2 separate regions of the Sus scrofa genome follow, and region 1 is linked to region 2. The links are chromatin contacts, called in public HiChIP or PLAC-seq maps. All regions are on one chromosome and are shown on one strand. The core of a region is the stretch at or near the end of the contact, and the rest is flanking DNA. Distances in the headings are between cores, read along the strand shown.

What was found. HiChIP or PLAC-seq counts read pairs in DNA pulled down with a chosen protein or histone mark.
Region 1: an H3K27ac HiChIP or PLAC-seq map of alveolar macrophages shows a contact between it and region 2. The contact joins two enhancer-like sites. A contact is called at or near these places in 1 of 5 promoter capture datasets (fetal liver) and 1 of 2 datasets of contacts at active chromatin or transcription factors (alveolar macrophages).

What each region holds. Positions count from the first base shown.
Region 1 is chr5:39,267,792-39,271,917 of Sscrofa11.1, reverse strand. No RefSeq gene overlaps it. Among named protein-coding and RNA genes, the nearest start is that of PHLDA1, 49 kb to the left of the region's middle. Within about 2 kb of position 2,122, at least 28 of the 83 cell types and tissues checked have an H3K27ac peak or open chromatin away from gene starts, as enhancers often do. A contact at or near this core is called in alveolar macrophages, where this site is marked.
Region 2 is chr5:38,765,337-38,769,200 of Sscrofa11.1, reverse strand. All of the region lies in intron 1 of GLIPR1 (glioma pathogenesis-related protein 1), which reads right to left. Among named protein-coding and RNA genes, the nearest start is that of GLIPR1, 8.7 kb to the right of the region's middle. Within about 2 kb of position 2,085, at least 33 of the 83 cell types and tissues checked have an H3K27ac peak or open chromatin away from gene starts, as enhancers often do. A contact at or near this core is called in alveolar macrophages, where this site is marked.

The sequences.
Region 1 (4,126 bases), core at 873-3,372, 500 kb before region 2:
AGTAGGGATGAAAATAGAACCTGTTATAATATGGTTACTATGAAGATTAAAAGGATTAATATCCCCAGACATTAATCCTTTAGCATGGGAAGTATTGACTAGATAGGTGGTAGCCATTTTAAAAATGTATTATTATTATCACAGAAAAAATACGTATTCATTAGTTGAAGATACTGTTGGAAATAGGGATAGGAGCTCGTAAAGGTTTGCATCTACTAAACCCTAATGCCCTGTCCATCCAATTCCCTCCCTCTTGGCAACCACAAGTCTGTCTCCATGTCTGTGAGTCTGTTTCTGTTCTGTAGATAGGTTCATTTGTGCCCTATTTTAGATTCCACATATAAGTGATATCATATAGTATTTGTGTTTCTCTTTCTAACTTACTTGACTTAGTATGAGAATCTCTAGAATGAATAAGAAATGAGGTCCTGCTATATAGCACAGGGAACTATATCCAATCACTTGTGGTAGAACAGGATGGAATATAACATGAGAAAAAAATGTATATATGTATAATTGGGCCACTTTGCAGTACAGCAGAAATTGACAGAACACTGTAAATCAACTATACTTTAATTTAAAAACATGGAAAGAAAAGTTCATAAAGAGAGTGGGAAGATAATACTGGGACACCCTGATACCAATTGTATGTAAATCACTTAGCAGTATGCAGAGTAGTGTTTTCAAAATCCTGTGCTCTGAGACAAGACTGAATCACTTCTATTTCCATCAGTAAATGCTGAAGGCAGTAACAGGATGTGGACCCAGAGGTCCTGCCTGTCTACCTAGAAATGACTAATCTCCTTTCTCTAATTTAATAAAGGAGGATAACATTGGAGTGGGTAAGAAGAGAGAATATGAAAGTGAGGAAAGTGGCTAGAATGGGAGGTGGGGATGGAAGGAAGAGGAAAGGTTCTAGACCCCAATCAGTTCCTGAGCTGTGACTGGAACATCATTTGCTATCCCATGTCCTCTATCAACTTGAGTTACCAAGCACAAATCAGAGCTCTGCATTAAGCTGTGTGACATACAAGTGCCTAATTCCCACCCTCCCAACTAGCCAGGGAAGGGGTTTCTTAGCCTAGTTCATCCAGAAGGCAAGGGCTTGGGTAATGTGGCGGGGGGGGGGGGGTGTTGGTTGGTTTTTTTGTTTTGCCAAACCCACAGACAGCATGCAGAAGTTCTTAGGCCAGGAACTGAACCTGCACCATGGCAGTGACCCTAGCCACAGCAGTCACAACACCAGATCCTTAACCTGCTGAGCCACAGGGAAATCCTTGGGTGATGTCTTTTGAGGGCTGGTATATTCTTTTATAATAAGGAAATATAGAAATATATATTTCTATATATATATTATTTCTTAATATAGAAATATAGAAAGCTTTTGTAGGCCCATATGGGGGAGAGACCACCATTAGAAAGCTCACCCTGGCATGGAGGGAAATGCCTTTGAACTCTACATCCCAGCAGGATGAGCAGAGAACTGGGAGATCAGCTCACCTCCATGGACTATCCCCACATGAAGTTGTATTCAGTAATATAGGCAATTAAAGAGTTTCCTTCTTTTCCCCTAGGTTTCCTTCTTCTACTCTGTGCATGTTTTTGGATGAACTATATTTAGCTTTTAGGTGAATGTTTTGAAGGCATCCTGATTTTGTTGAAAACTGAAATCATCCCCCTGGAGTACTGGGTTGTATTAGGACAGCCTCTGCCAATCTTTGTAAACCCTTTGCTTTTCTGAATACAGACATTGGACTCACATCTTCTTAAATGTAAATGATTCCATCAAATTCATTCCAACTTTCGTACATGTATGAGTTTGGTCTACTTCTAAGCAAGCCAAGCAAATTCTTCAAATTCCAAACCCAGTTACTGATGGAAGGAGTTCCTATGATTGCCTAAAACAGCAGGATTCTGCCAAATTGTCCTCAATGCCAGTTCAACAGCTAGGGTTTTTTGGTATCATAAAATCAGTGCTTATCCTGATTCTCACCCCCTGAGCTGTGTTATCCAGACCTCTGCCAATAGATCTGCATCATTGTTGTGTGCCTTGTTTGACTGCCCTGTCTCCAGCTCTGTTGAGACTGTCTGTGGGTGGCTTCCCTGTGCCGGGATGACAAGGGCAAAGGTCAGAAGCTTCCATGATTCATTTCCTTTTTGCTGCACGCAGTGGATGGTTTTCTGGGTGAGTCACTCAGATGCCAAACACAGGAGGGATTTTCTTCACAGAGAGGCCCTGAGGCTCTGCTATGCCCTGAACTGGAAGAACTGAGTTCTTAATATCTTTTTAAAAATTTTTGTATTTATCTCGATGATTTCATAACCCCCTTTGTATCCCCTGTCTTTGTGTCTGATGACTGCTTTGTGAACACTGCCAAACCTTTGTAGAACTTTCTGGTATCTTGTGGAGCCCCATTGAATTCTGACTCGAATAATTGGACTCTTAAATATATACTCCCAACACACTCCAGTACTAAAAAAAATCTCTGGTATGCCATCTATACTGGAGCTTTAACAGTAGTCTACTCATGGCTCCTCAAAAATCCACCCTCTTTTTCTCCCAGAATAACAATCTATGGAAGGAACCTAGATATCAACAGAGAAAGATGTTTAAATAACTAGAGCTAAGCTCTGCAGTAAAGTGTTTTTTCCTCAATAAAGGGAGGGTTATTATTTTCTTTCCTTTTTTAACCTTTTGAAAATTATGAAATAGAATATACAAATAGAAAACATAAATATATAGCATAATGTATACTTACAAAGTGAACACCCCTCAATCAAGAAAGGGAACATTGCCAGCCCAGATACCCCTCCTTTGTTGACCTTCTAGACCACACCCCCTCCCTCCCTCCTAGAAGTAACCACTATCCTAACTTTGGTGATGATCACTTCCTTGCTTTTCTGACCACCTCTGGTTGCAAGGTTATTATTTTCTAAAACAGTATCGCTTCTATCTTCTACTGGTGGCACAATATCTTTCATTTGTATTAAGCAATGACCACAGGATGACATTGGGCTGGAGTTATGTATATGCACTGTTTTCTTCCTCACCCCCAAATTCCAAAGAACTGCTTATCTATGTTTTCTGTGTCATGAACTAACAACATTCCTGGTACGACACATGTTTAAAATAATGACAGAGAAGAGGTAAAATAAGCACGAAACTTTCTGCGGCCTACCTCTTGCATTCTGGGTTTTCTGAGCTGCAAGTAGAGTGGTGGATGATAGGAACCCTCCTCTCCTTCCTATGACATCCTCATTCTTTAATTTCCCTGGGAAGTAGCCCAGAAAGTTCTAAAATATGTAGAACCTGGGCATGAAAAGTACCTATTTACTTGTTCTTGGACTACTCATCCCCCTCACCTTTGCCTCCAACTGTGAGAACAGTCATGTCATTTCAATTATATCATCACACTATTCATTGCAACTCACCCCAGGGATTCTTTGACCTTCTTTGGTCTGATACATTCTCTACTGAGCTAGGAATAAAGATATATGGGAATAGGACTTAAAGCCTCATTCTTCACATTTTTGTTACCTCATCTTCCTCTACTTCCTTGACTGGCTCAGGCAACCGTTGGCAACCACGTTTTAAAGTGCTTCCATTTCTATGAAAATGAAAAGCTTGGATTTATTAGTAGTAATGGATTCAAGATCCTAGGCATTTTTCTTCTTAAGAGCCTGGCTTAGACTTGGGAACCTACAAGATAACAGGCCTCAGATTTTGGTAGCTCCATTAGGGTTGGAGGGAGGATGGTCAGTCTTTGAAGCTCTCTTTTGATTCAAGGCCACATTCTGTGTTTCCTGCCAGCACAGGTCTGGTGATCTCTGTGACCTCGTGCCCAGAGCTTGTAGATAGCTTTATAAGCTTAATGGGAGAAAAGTCAATTATAAGACATCAAAGGTGATGTGGGTGGGATTGCCCTGGAAACACCCACTGGACTATAATGCTGCTCACTGTGGAATACCATTTGGTGAAATGCCTCTCCATCCTGGGCTTTATCCAAGATGTGGTCACTGAATCCCCACAAGGCCTTTATGTTCCCCACTGTGGTCCTCATAGCCAGAGTTTCCCCATGAGTAGGTTAGATACTTGTGTAAAACAGTTTGGTTAGTGGAGGAGCAG
Region 2 (3,864 bases), core at 836-3,335:
CCCCTGGCCGGGGAACTTCCATACGCTGTACGTGCAGCCATAAAAAGAAAAAAAGATCCCATATAATTTTTAGAATATTTGCATTAATAACACTTATCTATACAGTTTAACCTAAGGCTTGTTTCTCATTTGAAAATGCTTTCCATGTAATTTAACATACCAAATAATCTTGGTTAACTTAGTATTTCTCTGAGATGCTTCAGAGTTTCCCTGGAACATTCCAAGTTAGTTGGAAGTCAAAAAAACTTTTAACTAAAATTTGCTATTTGAGAAGTTTGTCAAAGGGCTTTAAAACACTCAGGCAAATAAGATAATAGGTCACTGTGAAATAAGCCCTTCTCTTTAACCAAATTTATGGCAGATCTCAAAAGCAAATTTAGATCACTTAAAGGCAAAGAACTTCACACGATCTGTAGTTCAGCATTAACTTGTCTTAACAGATAATTCCAAGTTTAAGTTTTGTACCAATTTACTATTAATTTATTCAATTAAATTTATTCTAAACATAGTCCCAACCATGCACAAAATCTTCTCTCAGTGCCCAGTTCCCACCAACCTTCCATCACTTTCTGTATCCATTATTATTTTGCCCCATATTCTTTTAAATTCAGAAGCAGCCACCTCTAGGACAAAAATCACCCTTTTCCCTTAAGAAAATGCAATGCCATTCCTGACATTCCTCATCCCTTCTTTACTGAAAACATACATCCTAGTTTCCTTAAGCAACCAAGAACTACTATATAAGTAATTTTTAAAAACAGGTTTTCTTATAGAGAACATCTCAGGGTGGCACTGAATATTTAATAGTCCCAAATATCTTTAGTTTCTCTGTAAAGTGAAGCCCATGTCCAGTAATTAATGTTTCAGTATATTACCCTATCTGGAAATGACCTAGTTATTCCATAATCTTCCATCATTCAACATAGTTTAAATTTTGTGCAACTCTAAATTTTCACATTACCAGATATCTGGAGAGATTATTTTAAAAGTAGATATTCCTAAAACAATTTTCCCCAAATTGTTCCTAAAGAGTTCACACAAAAGCTTGTCTCATTTACATTTAAGTTTCTTATAAAAATGTTATCATACCAAGTTATTTTCTTGCTGTTAAATTGCAACAGATACAGCAACATCTTATTTTACTTCTATTAAAAGCTAAGTACAATAAAGATTTATACTTAATCTTGATGACTCTAAAGACATATCTCTATCACTTAAATCAACAAACCTAATATCAGGTATTAATTTAATACTGAATATTTCCCAGTTCACATGAACCTAAAATTAATTCTGGCCAGTAACCTTCTGTTTTTGAGAATTTCTACAAGTGCTTAATTTCAATTGTTTAAGCCAATTAACTAGAGATCATTTACAAATTAATTTTGATAATATCAAAGGTAAAAAGAAAATGTATACAAACATACAACCAGATCTCATTATCTTCATTTTCTTTTAATTTTTTAAAATTTTGTTATTTCCCCAATACAATTTTTTTTCTACTGTACAGCATGGTGACCCAGTTACACATATATGTATACTTTTTTTTCTCACATTATGCTATCTTCATTTTCTAAGCTTAATTATGGATCTGATATCAAACATAAAATCCACTATTATAAATAACAGTTGGAATAAGTTTTCTTGGTCATTGGGCTCATAGCTATCATATGGAACTGGAGAAGTTCTTCCCATATTGAATCAAATGAAACATTCACGCACAAAACTGAAAGCAAAAGCATAATCGTTGCCAGCCAAAAGGAAGCTACAAACCAACTCAAATTGGCTTCCAAGTGCCACTAAGCCCAGGACCTGAGTCCGAGTGGTGCCCTTTGAGAATTCTTAAATGGATCAGATCCAAGGGGCCTCAGAGTGCTCTTGGGGGACTTACCCAGATACTGGTAGAGGTGTCACAACGGCCCAGATGCTATTTTTGTTCTTCCCCAAAATCATTTCTCAGAGTAAGAGGTTTGGGCTGGCGTGGGCACAAAGAGATAAAGATGTCCTCAAGGCCTTGGAGCTGCTGGGCAGTTTCTCTCTAGTCCTCTGTTCCTATCCTGGAGCTCCAACTACTGAGACGACTGGCTGGGTGTGACCTGGGCATGGCCCAATGGCAGGATCTCTGATGATCTGGCCTCTTGAGTCATCCTCCAACCCTCTGCTCTCCTGAAAGAGGTTTGCATAGAGAGAAACCCCAAACCGTCTTATGAAGTCCAGGGGCCACACACGGCCAGCTGCCAGTCAGTTGATCCCAAACGAGCCCCCAAAGTTTGTTGCCAAAACTTGGCCTCTGTCCACTGGTGCTGAATAGAAACTTTGAAACAGAGTTTTGGGTAAAAGAAAAAAAATATCTTTTCTTTCTTTGCCAGGCAGAGGCCAGAGCAGATAATGCCTTACAGACAGTGCCCCTTGGAACTCAGAGAAGGCCATGGAGGCTGAATGAGGCCATTTTTATAGCTCCGATTTGACACCTAACCTGGGAACCTCCATATGCCATGGGTTCGGCCCTAAAAAGACAAAGGGAGAAATGTAGAAGTTAAAAAAAGCTGCAAAAACTATTGGACATGCATTGAGCTGTTACAGCACTTGCCACCTAACCAAGAGATTTCTATGTTAGCCTAAGTTGGTCACAGGATGTGTTAGATTGACACTAAGTTACCTGCCATCCTCAAGGAAATTTCTCTGCAATGAGGTACACAGTTAAATATCACACATTTTCCAACCTAGCAGCACATCCCTTTTTAGGAATTAGTTTGGCTCTGAGAGATCCCTACCTTATGGCACAACCTAAGAACTATTGTTCGTATACCTAAGAACTATTGTTGCAGAAGCTACAAGTATTTTTTTTTAAGGCAAAGTTTTATTAAAAACATCTATAATTTTGTGATCTTGAGAACTTGACTTAGTAACCATGAGGTTGTCAGTCCCAAAATGTGGCTGGAGAGAGATGTGGGTTAATTTCCATTTTTGAGCCAAGGTCCAACAAAGCTGCGGCCAGCTCTCAGGGGAATTACAACCTGTATTACAATGGCCATTATGCAGAACATTTAAGTCAGATAAGATCATTTAAAAAGTGTGCTTAAGGAGTTCTCTTCATGGCTCAGAGGTTAACCAACCCAAATGGTATCCATGAGGTTGAGGGTTGGATCCCTAGCCTTGCTCAGTGGGTTAAGGATCCAGCATTGCTGTGAGCTGTGGTGTAGGTCGCAGATGCAGCTCAGATTTGGCATTGCTGTGCCTGTGGCATAGGCTGGCAGCTACAGCTTGGATTCAACCCCTAGCCTGGGAATCTCCATATGCTGTGGATGCAGCCCTAAAATAGCAAAAATAAATAAAAAGTGTACTTGAAAGTAAGGGCTCCTAAATTAAGCAAACAGAATAGGATGCCTATTTTAAGTAGCATAAGACAACTCCAAAAGCGCCCCCTCCAAATTCCAAAATAGCTTCATTAAAAATTGTTATAGAAGACAAATGAAAATTTAAAGACATGAGATCATAAACAAAGTTGACCAAACCATTATCCTTACAGCTACAACAGCTTCAAGGCCAGGCACTTAAAAATCATACCTGGGTCCCACTGATGCTGCATTTTCCTAGGGGTCCATCATTAAAATACTGACCCCATAGATTGTTTTAGTTGTATTAACTGGGACACTGGAAAAGAGATTGTCCTTCAAGGCCCTATGCAAATTTGTCAAAATCAATTTGAATGCCCTGATATCCACTCCTAAAAGTATAGCCCCATGTAGCCATCTCCCTGCCCAGAACTGATAGGACTTCAAAAGTTTCCCTGGGAAAGTGCTATGCTCTTAAACAGCCAAGGGAGGCTAAAATTAAAGTTAAAAACTAGAACCTGGAGAGGGAATT